Linked DNA regions of Mus musculus: all the other regions are linked to region 3. Evidence: chromatin contacts called from public ChIA-PET, HiChIP or PLAC-seq and promoter capture Hi-C data. All regions are on one chromosome and are shown on one strand. The core of a region is the stretch at or near the end of the contact, and the rest is flanking DNA. Distances in the headings are between cores, read along the strand shown.

Region 1 (3,950 bases), core at 1,412-3,911, 340 kb before region 3:
GCAGCTTTCTATACAGCTTACAGAAACCAGTCAGATCTCTTTTCTTTGTAACTGGGATAGTCAGAGTTTCCCTCCCACCACAGTTGTTTGCATGTGGTTTTCATGAAGGAAATAGTCATAAAACAGAATGAAGAAATTCTTTATTTTAGTTTATGGTTTCAAAGATATTGCTACTTTCTGCATATTGAAACATTTGGGAGAGGCACAAGAATCATGAAACTCACAAGAAACATATATTCAGAAGCCCATGAAACTGGTGTTTCTTCCCTGAGGAAGCATAAATAGCATACATTTTCTGGAAAAGAGGAGAGTCTTTGGTGGAGCTGCCTGCAAGTTGTTCAGGAAGTTCGTTAGGTAACTCTTAACACCCATGATGGTGTGGTGTTTTCAGTGATGTGACTGCTTGAGTCACCCAAGTTTTTGTAAGTAACTCTTAATCATGTTCCTGTAAGTAATCCCAATTAATTCAGTGGTTTATCAAGCTATGCTTAAGTAGAATCATATTCTTGGTCTGTTTTCTTTGATCTATTTGGATAAAACAGACACCTTATAACCTTTTCCAAGGGAATGTTATATAACAGGAATGTTCAGTTCATGTCTGCTTGGCCCTATGTACTTGGTCACGATATCATGGTGGCAAAGAATGTGATTCACCTCATGGTAGACAGCAAGCACAAAGAGACGGAAGAAGGGAAGACCTTCAAAAAGCACACCTACAGTAACCTCCTTTGTCTAGTAAAACCATTCTCCCAAGAGGTTTCCACCACTTCCCAAAATACCATCACCATCTGGCCCCAATAATTCAACACAATGAGTTTACAGGGGGACATTTCACATGGGATTATACAGAGGCATAAAGAATACCCACAGAACCTCTGTCTTGTGATTCTCATTCATATATTTGAGGCAGTTTCAGGCTTATAGACTTAACCTGCTATAACTCAGTGTCCTTATTGATCACTTAGTAGTCTACAAAACTCCCCCCTCAACACAACTTGTATCAACCCAGGAGGAGGGTTTCTTTCCCATAGATGTTGCTTGACACATAAACATTAAATTCAGCTCTGTGACAGAATGTAGAAATACCAAGATGGTGAGTGCTGGTATCAAGGTTCTAAACCCACATTCAAAAATAAGACTGGACTTATTATAATTGAATATATTCCTTATAACTGTCTCTAAAAATATGTTTTCATAGATTATCTAGTCATCTAATTTTAACTACATTATAGAACATTTAAAATGTCTATAAAAATAAAGAATATACAGGGGCTGGTGAGCTGGCTCAGTGGTTAAGAGAGTTGACTGCTCTTCCAAAGGTCCTGAGTTCAAATCCCAGCAACCACATGGTGGCTCACAATCATCCATAACAAAATCTGATGCTCTCTTCTGGAGTGTCTGAAGTCACACTACAGTGTACTTACATATAATAAATAAATAAATAAATAAATAAATAAATAAATAAATAAATAAATATTTTTAAAAAAAATACACAATGGTGAAACTTTCAAATAGCATCTATTCTAATTGTCTATGGTCCTTAGTGGGGAAAGTACCAAAACTACTTTTAGGAAACAATCTGTTTTCTGCCGGGTTAGTTCTTTAAGTTTACATGAATAAATATTCATGTGTTGTGAGTTTTGGAGAACTACTTTTTGGTAACATAGAGATGAAGCATGGGGGGAAATGCCACAGAATCCAAGTGGTAACATTTTAACACCTGTCAACATCTGTAATTTTCAGTGAAAGTAAAAAACTAAAACCAAGAATCAGATCATTTAGATTCCTGGGGATCCAGAGCTCCAAGAGGGTGTGAAGCATGTATATGGAAAGCTTGTTAGTTAGAGACTTCCCTATGGGACAGGATGAGGAATCAGGTAGCATAGAAGGAGCCATAATGTAGTAACAACCAGTGTTCAACTAATACTATAAGGGACAGTAGAGATAAGATGGCCTTGAGGTGTTGGAGTGCACCGCGTAAAGGTGTGTCTCTGTCCTTCCTCACTTGCCTAAGGGATTCTCTGATTGGTTTTAATAAAAATCTGAGGGCCAATAGCTTGGCATGAAGTGGAAGGTAGGACTTCTGTTAGAGAGAAAGGGACAATGGGGGAAAAAAGCAGAAGCAGAAATTTAGGGAGATGATTTGGAGGTGGATGGATGCGAACATGAGCGGAGAGGCACAACAGGTCATTGTGGGACATGGGAAAAATAGTCAAGTTAGAGGATCTGGGGGGTAGCTCCAAGTTAAACCCTAAGCTTTAAAAATATACCAGAGTCTCTATGTCCTTATTTATATAGCTGAACAGTCCGTAAATGTCCAACCACATTAAGGAATGTTCTGAACCAAGCCTTTCCATCAGCTTCCATATTCATCCACTTACTATGAAGCATTATAGCCTGGACAGGTAGTTCCAGGTCTCAGTAGCTCCATGCCTAGTAACCAAGGGAGTGGTAAGTGTATTGGTCCTGAAGAGAGCACCTGAACAGCTCTCATAGCATCCTTTATAATTAGAAAAGGCAATCTGGATTTCTTACAAATTTTATTTACTCTGAAAAATAAGAAATGAAAACTAAAATTTATAAAGCCACAGTTTTGTAAGACTATAGAAACCACACAGGGACACGTCAACCTGAAAGAGGAAGTCATGTGTCCAGTGAGGGCACAGTATCTATTTCTCCACCAGACCATTAGGTTGGCTTTTTATTCTGTCCACAAAATGTGAACAAAAAGATCAGAGATTGAGACATCTGCCCAGCCCCCATTTTTCTTACTCTATTTCCTCTTCTTGGATGTCTATTTGGACACCCAAGATTGATGGGGTTTGGATAACCTCTAATAAAAATGTTTTATGTTTCAATATTTTAAAATTAAAAAATTAGATACATTCTCATTTTACAAAAGTTTTTATAATAAAATTAAATTATGACTTATTCTAATTGTACAGGAAAAGAGTCTCAGTCTGTGCTACAGCCTACATGGATGTCTTAGATTCTAAAACATGTTGAACATTTAGAAAGCTCTGCTTCTTCCCTGCCAGATATCTCCAGGGACAGTTTCTGAGACTTGTGAGGGGTTGCACATCATTACTTTCACAGGCTTCAGAGTCTTCAAGGATATGATTTGAGCCATTCCTATCTACCCTAGAGTCAATGACCCTCATCTTGTCCTCTCAAAGGATTCAGCTACACCGTCTGGAATGGTTCTTAATAAACACCTCCGCCTCAAGGAAACCAGACTCTCTAAACCACAGGCTGGTCTCATACATTCTGAAGAGAACAGACATGGGAACAAAAAAAAAAGAGAAATGCATTTTTCTGTAAAGAAAAATGTATTTTTTTGTCTTTTGGTTTTGTTTGTCTGTTTTGTTTTGTTTTTCATTCTTTTACAACAGATCACTGAGGAAGATGCAGGCAGGAACTGAGTGGCCTGTCATTCTTATACCATCACAAGGCTGTGGATGTTTTGTTGTCTACCCATGTCATGTGCTGTTGGGAACAAAAAAGAGGCCCGGGGAAGAGGGGAAAGGAAAAGACCCACACCCTGCCAGAGTTTTACCTATTCTCTGGTTTGTCAGGTGTGGGAGAGCTGCCATACACTTTCCACTCAGCCCTGGGTGGGCATTCAAGCCTCTGACCCACTCTTCAGGAAGTGGCCAAGGGGCAGCCCTACCTGAGAACCCCAGAGCTACTTTGCTAAAGCCACCAGAGAGGGATGAGGGAAGAGGTTCCCAACACCTGCGAGAGTGAGTTCTGTGGATCTTGACTGGAGCACAGGAAGGCCTTCTAATGGGAGATTAGAAACTGCTCATTAGGAGAAATCCTGTCCCATCCTCCAAGTACAGTGGGCCTTGATGAGCAGAGACATTCTATGGTTTTAGAGCTTTATTACAGAAAGGCAGGGAGAAAGAGTGAAGGGAGAGAGAGAGAGAGAGAGAGAGAGAGAGAGAGAG
Region 2 (4,333 bases), core at 741-3,240, 330 kb after region 3:
GAGAAATAATAGCATCCTGGTGGGGACACCATCGCTCCACCACAGGCAACTCCAAAGCATCTTACTTACCGAAGTAGTCCGCTTTGGGGTGAGCATCCATCTCTCGCTCCAGACGCTGGGTGAGGGCTTCCAACTTCAATTCCGCAGTGGAGGGTCCAAGCTCAGGGCCCGGTGCGAGGGTCTGGCAGGGCAATCTCACCCTGGAGGGGGTGGGACTCCCTGGGAGCACAGGTTCCAGACTACTGTCAGTGGACCAGCTGGGAGAACTCTCTTTACAAGATAACTCAGATGGAGTGGACATTACCGGATGGACGTTACTGGTGGGGCTGGGCTTGGGACTAGTGCCAGACTCCACGCATCCAAACTTAGGATCCAGCCCGGTGGTCATACCTGGCTGGGTACTGTCCTTGCCAGCTGTCGAGGATAATGGAGCAGAAACTGAGAGGTAAGACTTGGGCCCATCCTGCAGCCAAGGCTGAGTGTCCACAAGGGGTTTGAAGACCCTGCCTGAAGCCTCATATCCCAGACCTGAATCTCTTTTCGGACAAGCTCCTTGGCTGGCGCTGCTAGGGACCATCGGTGCTGAAACAGTTGTGCCCTTGGGTTGAGCGGAGGTCCCATTCTCCAAGCCCATGGAAGAAAAACCGAGGTTCACTCGCTGAGAGGAGGCAGTGGACCAAAGGCCTGTTGGCTTCTCGCTGCTATGGCCACCAATGCCACCGTCCTGGCCACTGATGCCACTTTCAAAAGACCTGCCAGAGCACACTGTGGAGAGCTGTGGCTGGTAAGGGTGATGGTCTCCACAGGATTTGGGCAATGTGGAGTCATTCCCTGGGCAACCAGGCCATCCACTTCCTACACCCAGACTCACGCTGGGGCACCCTTCAGGTTTATCACCCCACTGTGGGCTTGCCAAAGAGAAATTGTCATAATAGTCTCCGTGAGTGAGGCAGGAAGGGTCTTCACAGGAGGGACTCAGGCCGTGTAAAGCAGGTCTCTGGGAACTCACAGGCCCCTCCCTGGAACCACAGTTCTGACTGCCAGGCCTTGCACCATGGGCAGATGGCCTGATCCTCTGCTCCTGAGATGGGTACGAGGGCTGCGCGGCCGCAGTGGTAGTAGCTAATCCAGGTGCCACTGTTGGCACAGCCAGAGGAGGCTTAGCGGCCCCATCTGCAGCCAGCTTGCCGCTCGCACCCTGACGGTTCCCACCGTTGACCGGGCTTCTGCCTGCCCTAGGTAGGGCCTCCTCCTGTAGGAGCTGCTGCTGTTGCTGCTGCTGGAGGTGGATTTTGGCCATCTTGGTCGCGAACACCCTTCGAGTTTCCTCAAATTCTGGGTTGTTGCCAGCACCCTTGTCCACCCGGAAGAGCCCATCCTTGGAGGCCTCATACATGTTCAGGTCCTCGATGAACTTACTGGCCTCAAGGCCCAGATCATCGTATTTATCCATGTTGTAGATCAGTGTCCGGGGCCTAGCCCTGGTTCAAGGTGTGAATGTGGTGGGGGAGATTTGGGTGCTGGCCGAGGTTTCAGGTCCAGCCTAAGGCAGATAAAGATTCCCACCTGCCCAGCAAGAAGGTCATGACTCCAAAACTCACAGTCCAGCCAGAGTTGAGGCCTTCAGGCCAGCGGGGCTAAGTTTACTTTCAGACTTCTTTTCCCCCGGGGAGCGTCCACGTGGGGGCAGAGCAGCCTTCAGCCGTGCCCGGCCTGCTTAGAAAAGTTCTCTTCTCCAAGTCACAAAACCCAAAACAGGCGAAAGAAGACAGAGAACGTCCACAGAAAAAAAGTAAACTCACATCCACGTCGAACAATCGAACTTGCAAACACACCGGGCAGCCCCTGGCCTGGGGCCGGTGGCCGGATCCAGCAGAGCTCACTGCAGCCGCGGCGCGCGGCCCATTGTCCGATGGCGGCGGCCGGCGGCGGGACGCGGAAGTGAGCGCGCGGGTCGTCAGTCCCGGGAGCTCGCTGGCCGGCTGCGCCCGCCCCGGGCCGCGCAGGGGCGCGGGCGGAGGCTCGGAGGGCGGGGCGGGGCGGGGCGGGGCGGAGGCTCGGAGGGCGGGGCGGGGCGGGGCGGGGCGGGGCGGAGGCTCGGAGGGCGGGGCGGGAGCGGGGCGGGGCGGGGCGCCCCCTGCAGGCCAGTGATGCGCACGCCGAGTTTTGGCGTCCCTCTCTGGGCACCGGGAGAGAGTTGCAATTCCCGCAGTACTTTTGCCGCGGACTGTTCAGTTTCCCGCCGCTGCTGGAGAGTCAAGGGTGCGCCAGGCTTCCCTCGGGTCCCCTCGAATGAGAGCATCTGTGTTGGACGTCCTAAGTGTGCCCAGAGAGGCTTGTCGTCCTTACTGGGTTTCTTGAACCCCAAGCAGTTCTCACCACTCCAGGTTGCCATGGCTCTAGATAACACACATAGCTCCTATGAGGTGACTGGGGATAGTTTACGTTTCCCACACAGCCGCCAGCGTGATCTAAAACCAATCCCAGGCCTGTCACTCTTGAACTTGAACCCTCAAGGCTTACTCCGGACTTATTTTGAAATCCCGCCTTCACTTCTACAAACAGGCCTGACTGCCCCGCCTACCCTCCCTCTGATTTGGGACCTTCCCTGCCTGAACTCCCGGTGGATGGAACTTCCTAGTGCCTGCCGAGAGCCTGCTGATCAGCTTCTGGTGTCTCTTCTTTCCTTCCCAGCTAAAATCACCTCCCCGTAAAGTTACCCCCACCCACAACCCCTTTGTTTCCTGCTTGGTTTGAACACTATTTAAATCCAGGGATACTGAAGTCACTGACCTGCAGGCTTTCTCCCATCTAGTTTAAATGTTTCCAGGTCTCTGCTCATACTACCTAATAGATGTAAATGTTATGCAAATAGTTCTCAGCAGTTTTGTTTGGTTTTGTTTTGTTGTCTTTCAGGAATCATGACAAGAAAATGAAATCTGTATGTGTTTAACATAAACACCTTTTCTTTTCCTGAGTATCTTGCCCTTGTTCAGATGTGGAGCTCTAGGTATGGAGGGTCAGCTCCAGCTGTTTATTTGTCTGCATGCCCCTTTTTGGTTGACAGCTAATCAGTTATCCACTTCATTACACCTGTATATGCGCAGGGTTTGGTTGAACATATGTGTCTTGGCAAATCTCTCTAAACTGTGACGAGGAACAAACAAGATAATATATATGGAAGTGCTTATATTCTTATATTCTATAAACACAAAAATGGTTCACTGTCCTGTAGACTCTGAAGGTTCAGGATATTTGTTGAAAATGAAGAGTTCCAGGCTCCAGCCCCAAACTACTAACCCCAGATTTGTGTTTTACGGCATCTGTGGGATGGGAAGACGATTTGCACAATAAAATTTGAAGAGTGAGTACTGCTATAAAGCATTATACTAAAACTAGGTTTTAAAGTTATTTTAGTTTCAAATTATGTGTATATATGGTGTGTGTGTGTGTGTGTGTGTGTGTAGGTGAAAGGGGAAGAGAGAGGTGGGGGAGGAGAGAGGACAGATGTTCTTCTAAGCCAGAGAGAGAATCAGAAACCCCAGAGCTGAAGTCGTAGGTGGCTGTGTGGCGCCCTGTGTAAGTACTGGGAACTGAACTCCAATCCTTTGCAAGGACAGTGTGTGCTCTTTACTGCTGAGCCATCTCTCCAGCCCAGGATTAAATATTTTTATTTTAAAAGAATCTCCTATACCCAGAGCTACAACCCAGTGATAGAACACTCGCTGGGCATACATGAGGGCCTGGGTTCCATCCCCCAACAACTACAGTAATAATAACAGCAGCTTATAAAGATGGCATCCAATATACCATTATGCAAGTGATCCTTAGAAGTGCTGGACATGGGCTGGAGAGATGGGTCAGTACTTAAGAGTACTAGCTGTTATTTTAGAGGACCTGGGTTTGATTCCCAGCATCCACACGGTGGCTCGCCACTGCCACAACACCCTCTTCTGGTCTCTCTAGGTACTGAATGCATGTGACATAGACAAACTTGTGAGCCAAACACCCATACACAATGTTTGAATGTTTTACTGACGCTGTTCAATACTGAAGACACCGAAAAAAAATCCTAATTCTGTGCACATTTATTTAATGCCAAAATTATTTAATATAGGCCACTTTTGTCTGTTTCATGAACTTGAAAACATGTGTTGACTAGTATTTCAAAAGATGTGTTCAGGGCTTGTAAGGTGGTCCAGCGGGTAAAGGCACTTGCTGCCAAGCCTGCTGACCTGAGTTTGATTTCCAGAAACTATATAGTAGCTTCAACTCCTCCAACATACACACATTAAATGAAGGGATGAATTAATGGATGAATGGATGAGTGGAT
Region 3 (4,096 bases), core at 6-2,505:
CTCACTTGTATTTGCTTTTTTGTTGTCCTATTCTTTTCTGAATCCAACCTTAGCATGGCTCTTCAGAAAATGTACAAATCCGTATTCACTGTTATGTTAGTAGATAGGGACTAGACTATACAAATAGAATATTGAAATTCACTAGATTGGGGAGATGACTGTCAGTAGAATGCTTGCTTTACAACCATAAGCACACAAAATCACTGTCTCTTATAAAAAAAAGTTAACATTTCTTTATAATTGAAATATTGATTAAGGAAAATGAAACAGTAATGAAACTTTTGATATGTTTTTTTTAAAAAGCCCAATAGCAAATTATAATTGTATGTAAAGCATAAAATGTAACCCAAATATTTAAGAAGTACTTCTAATTATTTTGGAAGTTTCAGTATATTTAAATTGCTGAAAACAGAAAAAAATATGAGAAACACACACACACACACAAACCCACCATGGGCTATTACTGTTATAACAAATAGATGATACTTCTGATCTTCCTGCTTCCACCTCCAAAGGTCTGGGATTGCTGCCACACCTGACACTTAACCTTTTGTGGTCACAAACCTCTTTGAGAATCTCATTGAAGCTGTAGACCTTCTCTGAGAAATAAAGTCCATACAGCTATAATTCTAAGGCTTCATGAACCACATATTCTATAGGCTCTTGTTTAAAGACCCTTTAATAACATTTGTAATTTTTTTTTTACTCTAGTCTTAAAGGACCAAATTCTGTCAGCATTGGCCTTTGGCAAAATTATAAATTACTTATTTCATCTGTTTTGTTTATTTACTTATTTGTAGTCTATAATGTCTACAGTTGTGTGTTGATTTATATTGAAAAAAGTAGATAGTTATTGTGGATTATAGCTTGTTTTTTAAGATACAAAAGAACTTTTTTAAGATACAAAATAGAAAAAGATTGATTAAAAATAGAAGACCAGTGACTAGACTGCTCTGGATTCCTAGGTGGGTCTGATTATACCGTTACTACCTTTCCCATCCTTTTATAACCACTTGCTATATTCCAGAACCAATGAAGCAGTTCTCACATTTCTCCAACCCTTGCAGCAACCATGGCAGTGAGGGATGGGAGCCATGGCTAGCTGAATTCAGTAGCTCGCACCGTATACACAGGTCCTGCTGCAGACAGGAATGAGAGATGCAGCAAAAGAAAGCAAATGACTCACCAGAAGAGAAGCCCAGTAGCTTTGTTCCAGAGTGAAGTGTGCTCACTAAAGGTCTGCCTCTGGTTCTCTGTGATGTGGTCTGTGTTTCCGTCAAATACTTAAGAGCCTTCAGCTAGAGACCTGCCCCCGTCTCTATCCCATAGGCAGAATCCACATGACAAGCTTGACAAACCTGCCCACTTAATTTGAGAGTCAAAGATGAAGCATGATTCTGATGCTTCATACTCCCTTTTTCTTGGCTTAGCACATTTCCTGCTGTTAAAAACGAATAGGATTTCCATTAATGCTCTCCTAAAGGGGAGCAGAAAGTAGACTTGACTTTTGTCAGTCCACTGACGATGGTGGACTTTGTTTGTGAAAATCACTTTGTTTACTGGTCACACATGTCTTTGGAACATTTTGGTTCTGGGCCAACACAAAGCCCATGCTATGGATTAGGCTCTGTATGAATGTAGATCCAGTATTTACCACAGATGTCTTGAAACATTGCTGAGGGCCAGGTATTATCTCCATTTACAGATGAGAATGTAGGAAACAGAGCCAAAATAACTGGTGAATTCAGAGCTACAAGCTCAGGCTTCTGATCATTCACAGACCAATGGAACAGGTTGCTTCTAGGTGGTTGGTTGTGCTGGAGGACCTGGTATAGCCCTACACTCTGCCCCCACAGGCCTCTGGCAGGCAGTGCCCACCTACCGTGCTTGGCTTTGCTAGAACTGCCTGAGGTTAGCCTCCTGGACTTTCCTCTATTTGATAGACACTATGATCTTAATGCAGTCTGGTTTTTACTTTCCGTGAGCTAGCATTGCTGACTTCCAGGAAAATTAGCCTGGAAGTCAGGAACTTGGAGTAGGACCAGAATCTAGAAACTAGTATTTGATTTTATTGTAAGAAAGGTATTATATGGAGGCTTCCATTTACAACTGTTGGGTTTTGCTCACCTACCCATGGATGCAGTGAACAATGAACAAATGAACAGATGCATAGGCTGCATCAAATACTGAGCGGGAGATAGTTGAAACACCTCTCCTTTTAAAAGAATCTTTTGGGTGCTAGAAAGATGGCTCAGCAGTTAAGAGCACTTCCTGTTCTTGCAAAAGACACAGATTCGATTACCAGCACCCAGATGGCAGCATACAACCATGCATAACTTCAGTTCATATCTATGAGCAAAACACATAAAATAAGTCTAAAACTATTTTAAAGATACCTTTTAGGACAAGACAGCCTTCAGTTTTACTACATTTATAGGATAGTACTAGAATGGCCTGAGATTTGTCAAGCATTGCTGTACTCTTCTCAAAATTATTTGTCTTCCTCAAGAACAGAGAGGCCCATCTCACTGCTCTGAGATTGTGCATGAACTTCTAAGGCACGTGCACAGGAGACTGTGGGGAGATTACATGTGCAGATTTGAAAATGTATGGTACTTTTGTCATAGCTATGCTACAATGGAAAGTTCTGTGGAAAATAAAAGATTTGCAAGTAAATTCAAGGAACTAGTCCACTTGGGGCCACTTAACACAAATAAATAGCCTTTTACCATTCAGATGTGTAGTGTGCATTGCACCGTAAGTTTTTTTGACTCAAAGATCTGAACTTCTCAAGAGTGAGTACCCTGTTGCCTGTGTCGTGCATTTCCTCAGAAATACTTAAAATCTAAAATAGAATTGAGAAGACATTGGGCATGGTAGGCACTATTGCTTCAGTCTTATCTTGGAAGTCAGTTGTTCTGATCTATCATCTTTTCTAAAAACCTGGCATTCTTAAGTCAGAACTATTAGGATATCAACTCCAAGACTTGGTTTTGGTTTTTATTTGTTTGTTTGTTTTGTTTTTGTTTTGTTTTGTGCTGCTTGGGGGAGGAGAAGTTAGCACAGGACACTGATGAGTGGCAGAGTTGTGGAGGACAAATTTGTGGCTGAATGTCCTTGAGGAAATAGCCAGCTATTTGCAAATGAGCTAGAAATGGCTTGTTTATTGGCACCATAGGTAGGTTTGTGTATTCTGAACAGACCATAAAAACCAAGTGTTCAGAAGCCAAGATCTTAGAAGTGCTGCTTTTTGCTTGTCTGTTAAACAGAAAGGATGTCAGTTACCGCGGTGAATGTGTTCTGTGCCACTCTGTGCAACACCAGCCTGTGTGGTGACTGAAGCCTTGAAGCCTTTGCTACTGCAAACTAGGAGCTGAATTCTTAGTTTAGTTGATCCTAATTAATGTAAGTTTACATGGGAACCTGTGGCTGGTGATCACTGTTGGGCAGTGCAATCTGAACTGAAGATTCCTAATCCTCTCCTAGAGCCTGGCATTCAGTAGAGCAAGTGACAAAATGGCAAGACCATAAGCAAGACATCACAGGCTGCTGGGCATTTCTCGGGTGGAGCTTCTGTTCTTGGCAGCCTAGAGAATTGTTATCTACTAATAAAATGAGAAACAAATTACAATATTTGGAATTGTGACAAAGGAATGCTAGAGGCCTAACTAGAAGTACCCAGGTGTCTCATGACACGGAGAGGTATGAGCTTCAGGGGTAGGACCCTTAGCCTCTTGTTTCTGTACCTCTTTATTCTTTTTCTCTTAAGACTTTGACTTTATCTGTGCAGATATTTTGTCTGACTATTTATATGTGCACCATATGCATGTAGTGCCTGTGGGGGCCAGAAGAGAGTGTCAGATCCCTGAAACTGCAGTTACAGACAGTCGTAAACCACTATGTGGACACTGAGATCCAAACCTGCATCCTCTGTACATCTGCGTGTGTATGTGCATGTGACTGCTCATGCCTAAAGAGCCCAAAAGAGGGCAGGGTATTAGATCTCTTAGAACTGGAGTTGCAAACAGGTGTGAGCCATCTAATATGGGTGCTGGAAACTGAAGTTGGGTCCTCTGGAAGAATAGCAAATACTCCT
Region 4 (4,382 bases), core at 978-3,477, 280 kb after region 3:
GAGATAAGCTGAAGAAAGTGTGTGACATGGGTGCAAGAAGTTGTCATTTAATATCCAAGCACTTCAACACTTCAGGAAATTATATACCAATACATCTACAATAAAGTAATTTATTTCCGTTCTCTGAGACAGGGTTTCTCTGTGTACCCATGGCTGTCCTGAAACTCACTCAAGACCAGGCTGCCTGAGACCCACTGCCTCTGCCTCTTAGGTGCTGGTTTAGATTAAAGTCAAGCGCCACCATCAACCAGCAAAGTAACTTCACATATGGCTCTTTTTAGGTATTTTTAAAAGTCCCACCATTCTTAGATAGTTCAGCAACTAATTCAGCCTACAAGTACCTCTAAAACAGAATATTCTTTGCCCATGGGGTATATTTAAAAGTTTAAATAGAATGGCTAAAAAGGGGGGAGGGGTGAAAACAGATTCTAACTCACAAACTCCCTGCTAAAGAAACACTTGCAATCAAGTTCTATCTTCACATTTATAGAAACATCCAAACCCTAAAGACTGATATGAATGTCCATATAACCCCAGACTCATAGTTTCCACTTCATTACAAAACCACCATTTCCACTTCTAAAGGATAAATTCCCTTCTCTTCTGTGTACACATAAAATGGTGTCTGCCTGTAGTGAAGTCTGAACTGGAGAGGATGGTAAGGATGAAGTATGAACACTCTTATTTTTTAATTTTATATATAAAAGAATTATTCACAGAGGTTGAATAACCTGCCCAGGAATCAAGGAGGATGGCTGCCTGTATTGAGGTCTGGCCTGGTGAAACTCAGTGCCTGGGCAGCTCAAAAATAATCTTCCTAATTCTCAAGTTATCCATCTCAATTATTCTTCGATGCAGGAAAACTCAACAATATCCTGTAACCGAAAGCCGAGCTACTTCAAGGCAAGACTCCAAATTGCTTAAACACATCTGAGACCTAGTGTAAGATCATGTTCAGCCCTTCAACAACTATCAGGTGGACAATAACCTAATTTGCCAGTAAAGGACATGTGACTCGGGCCGGACATAGACCAGTAAGTACACTTTGCTTCAACTGTCACCAATAAGGTGATTATTCACTTTACAAAGGAAAACTAATTAAAAGAAATGTGGAAGGAAGGGTGGCGCTGGGCTTTTCAAAGAGAACTGTATGTAGCAAGCAGAAGAGGCATAAAGGGTGAACACAGCAAAACATGAAAAGTGTTGGGCAGATGGCCTCCCTCCAAATTCTGGACTCATAACTTTACACCTTCAGTTATTCATTGGGCGTACCCAAACTACATTTGTTTCCTGCAAACGAACTGGGATGTCTATGTCTAATTAACAGGATAATTTAACTTGGCTTTTCGAAAGTTATATTTGCTTCTGCTACTAAAGGCATTCCCAGACCGTGGTAAATTATTAAAGCGGTTAGGGCGAAGTTATTCACAAACAAGGAGTGTAGGTGCTGAGGGTAACACAAGAGAAATTATCCCCCATCTCCTCTAACCCAGGACGAGCCAAAGAGCTTATAAATGTCTATTTTTTTTTTTTTTTGCACCTCTAAACATCCAGTGGCTGGGCCTCAAAACCTCAAGTCCTGGCTTTGCCAAAACTCAACATTGCTACGCCAAAATAGAGGCGAGCCTACTGTAGCTGTCGACGCAGTCTGTTGGAATAAGCACAGTAAATTCGACCGGCCCTTAGGACATCTGACTAAATTATTGCTGCGCCCTAAGAAGGACCCGTCATTGAGACTCCCAGGCCCAGAAAGCCTGAAACCAAGAGAAAGGTTAGCTCTGCCGGCGGACGTCAGAGCACGCCCGGTGAAAAAGGCCTCTCCCGGAGGCCACCCAGGGAAAGCTGGCTGCAGCCTCCGGTGCTGCGGGCTGCGGCTCGGCTCACCGCGCCAGGTCCAGCGGCGGGCGAGGCTGCGGGACACTGGCCTACGCTGCAGCCAGGCTGGACGGGGAAAGCCCAGCCCGCGAGCTCGGCCGGTGCGGGCCGCACACTCCCGGGCCTCGGCGCCCGCTCGCCCCTCCGCCCTTCCTGTCAGCGGCCGCAGCCCGCGGGACTCACAGCTTCAGATGCTCGTAGGCTGCGGCCGCCATCGTGCAGCTTCCTCCTCTTCGCTCCACCCGCAGTGTAGCCCGCTGCCACCCCGGCTCCGCGGCGACCGCTCCCCAGGCGCGGTGGTCAAGGAGCCTCGGCCTGGCCCCACCCCCTCCCGGGTCCGCCTCTCGGGCGAGCACGGGAGCCGGCGGCGGACAAACCAGTGAGCTGCGAGGCACGCCTCCGATGCGCGGATTGGAGCGGACCAAAGAACGCCGTGACGTCGCCTCTGGGGATTGGTGTAACGCGTTGCAGAGAAAGGCGGAGTCCCGGTAGCTTTGCACTGAGTCGCGACATTCAACAAACCGACCAGACTGAGGTTAGAAGCAGGAAGCATAGTGAAGCTGTGTAATTGGAGATCACTTATCGTGGAGGAGGCCTCCTCAGCACCGGGCCAGTGGCGCAATGGATAACGCGTCTGACTACGGATCAGAAGATTCTAGGTTCGACTCCTGGCTGGCTCGACGTGTGCGATCTTTTTCCTGAACCTTGGAAGGCCTGCTTGAAAAGGATCATAGCTAGATTGTCAAGGTCAAATGTCTTACGTTTTAATGTTGCTTTGCGAAAAAATAATACCTTCTTGGCTGTATTTGAAACCCGGAGTTACCTAAAACGGTTTGCAAGTTTCCTAGCTCCCCTGTTCTTAAAATTGCGCAGGAGTCTGGAAATGTACTCTTACGAAAACACTCTTGAGAGTGGAGGTTTGCAATCAGGGACAGGGACATGCGTGGCCAATGTCTTCCCACCCGATGACGGAAAAATCTCACCGAAAGCTCCTAGCTGGTAGAACACAGACGGCACTGACATGAGAAGGGCGTAGCTTCTGCTCTTCATGATTGGTACAGCGGCCTTGGCTAGCTCCGCTTGCAAAGCCGACCTAGCCTCCACTGCACAAGGAAACCTTAAAAATTCGGGGATTTCGCAGTAAGAGGCCCAGAAAAACGAGTACATGAACATTTTACGTAAGACCTGAGATAGCCAGAAACAGATGTGACGAAGGTGGATCGGGAGCAGGGCTCAGCCTATTCATTAACCAGTCACTCCATGATTAAGTTGTCCTAGAAAACATACCCCACTCCCCAGGAGTTTATTAAAACTGTATCAGATAAAGGAAATTATTGGGGCAGAATTAGACCAAGGACCAAGGGGTGTGGCTCACTCCTGCAGTCCATACTGCTGGATATAGACCAGGCCAAATGGCTGCCTTTGCTTTCCAGAGTACTGGAATTTAAGGTACAAGATACCATACCAGGCTTCTACACTTCTGAGGATTTAGTTTGCTTTTAATGAAGTTATAGTGGGTTGTTTCTCGAGACCGGGTTTCCCTGTGTAGTTTTGACTGTCCTGGAACTTGCTCTGTAACCAGGCTGGCCTCCAACTCAGAGATCCCTGCCTCTGCCTCCTGAATACTGGTGTAAAAGCACGCACCACTACTGCCCAGCTAACAGTATTTTTTGTTTGCTCTTTAATTTTTTGTCTGAGATTTGAGATCATTAATATGCATTGTTGTCAGTTTTAGCACTTAAAAAAAATGAGGGTTTTTTTTTTTTGTTTTGTTGTGTGTTTTGTTTTGAAGGGTGTGTGTGATGTGTGTACGTGCAGAGGGGGGAGGGGAAGAGAAAGAGAGACTGACTGAGGCTGTCTTATATAAGACAGTGGGCCTTTACTTGGCTATGGAAATGGACTTGGAACTCTGATTCAAGCTCCCAAGGTGCTGAGGTTATAAGCAAGCACCACCAACCACACCTGGTTTAAGAGTTCTTGCTTTAAGATGTTCTATTTGGGTGGATAAGTGGACACTTTAAAGGTCCATCTCATAGGCATTTAGATTTTTGGTACATATTTTCAAATTGCTCTGTGGAAAAATTAAAACAATATACCCTCTGTCACCAGAATGTTTCCACACATGCTAATCAACATTAGATATTTATGAATACATATAACATATAAATTAGATATCCAAGTCTCATGTACTAGCATATACCTAAAATTCTAGAATTTGAGACAGAGAGGTGTTGATCTGGAGACCTTATCTTTAAAAAAAATAAAGCATCCACATACAAATATAAATTATAGTTTCTTTACAGCTTTCATAAGTGAAAAACAACTTCCTTTTTACTTTCATTTCTTGGCCTATTGATTATTCTCTCCTGGTGTATTCAATCTTTTTTTCTCACAAACTTGACCTTGAAAAGATTTTATTTTTCATTGTTTATCTGTGTGTGTGTGCTCGTGCAAGTGCTTTATGAGACTAAAAGTATGAGATCCCCCTTGGAGCTAGGTACAGCCAG

Evidence for each region. HiChIP or PLAC-seq counts read pairs in DNA pulled down with a chosen protein or histone mark. ChIA-PET counts read pairs in DNA pulled down with a chosen protein or histone mark. Capture Hi-C pulls out chosen DNA fragments and counts their contacts.
Region 1: a contact with region 3 is called in a CTCF HiChIP or PLAC-seq map of CD8 T cells, with 7 read pairs. The contact joins the enhancer-like site here to the promoter of Cxcr6 in region 3. A contact is called at or near these places in 1 of 15 datasets of contacts at CTCF or cohesin (CD8 T cells), 4 of 484 Hi-C or Micro-C datasets (CD4 T cells, adipose-derived mesenchymal stem cells, embryonic fibroblasts and 1 more), 3 of 115 datasets of contacts at active chromatin or transcription factors (CD8 T cells, effector CD8 T cells and microglia) and 1 of 9 other capture datasets (liver).
Region 2: a contact with region 3 is called in a promoter capture Hi-C map of liver. The contact joins the promoter of Limd1 here to the promoter of Cxcr6 in region 3. A contact is called at or near these places in 2 of 39 promoter capture datasets (the HPC-7 cell line and embryonic stem cells), 1 of 484 Hi-C or Micro-C datasets (bone marrow-derived macrophages), 2 of 115 datasets of contacts at active chromatin or transcription factors (effector CD8 T cells and microglia) and 2 of 9 other capture datasets (adipose tissue and liver).
Region 4: an RNA polymerase II ChIA-PET map of effector CD8 T cells shows a contact between it and region 3, with 19 read pairs. The contact joins the promoter of Sacm1l here to the promoter of Cxcr6 in region 3. A contact is called at or near these places in 3 of 39 promoter capture datasets (the C10 cell line, hippocampal neurons and macrophages), 1 of 15 datasets of contacts at CTCF or cohesin (pro-B cells), 11 of 484 Hi-C or Micro-C datasets (B cells, CD4 T cells, the G1E-ER4 cell line and 5 more), 6 of 115 datasets of contacts at active chromatin or transcription factors (the HPC-7 cell line, the NIH/3T3 cell line, the SCID.adh cell line and 3 more) and 2 of 9 other capture datasets (liver and pancreatic islet).

What each region holds. Positions count from the first base shown.
Region 1 is chr9:124,142,567-124,146,516 of GRCm38.p6, reverse strand. No RefSeq gene overlaps it. Among named protein-coding and RNA genes, the nearest start is that of Ccr5, 23 kb to the right of the region's middle. Within about 2 kb of position 2,661, at least 67 of the 459 cell types and tissues checked have an H3K27ac peak or open chromatin away from gene starts, as enhancers often do. A contact at or near this core is called in CD8 T cells and microglia, where this site is marked.
Region 2 is chr9:123,476,358-123,480,690 of GRCm38.p6, reverse strand. It overlaps Limd1 (LIM domains containing 1), which reads right to left and starts at 1,990. Exons shown (of 8, transcript NM_013860.2): 1 at 70-1,990. The coding sequence starts at 1,453.
Region 3 is chr9:123,803,636-123,807,731 of GRCm38.p6, reverse strand. It overlaps Cxcr6 (chemokine (C-X-C motif) receptor 6), which reads right to left and starts at 1,255. Exons shown (of 2, transcript NM_030712.4): 1 at 1,187-1,255. All of the region lies in intron 14 of Fyco1 (FYVE and coiled-coil domain containing 1), which reads left to right.
Region 4 is chr9:123,527,598-123,531,979 of GRCm38.p6, reverse strand. It overlaps Sacm1l (SAC1 suppressor of actin mutations 1-like (yeast)), which reads right to left and starts at 2,227. Exons shown (of 20, transcript NM_030692.5): 1 at 2,059-2,227. The coding sequence starts at 2,090. It overlaps n-TRacg2 (a tRNA gene), which reads left to right and starts at 2,483; the gene lies at 2,483-2,555.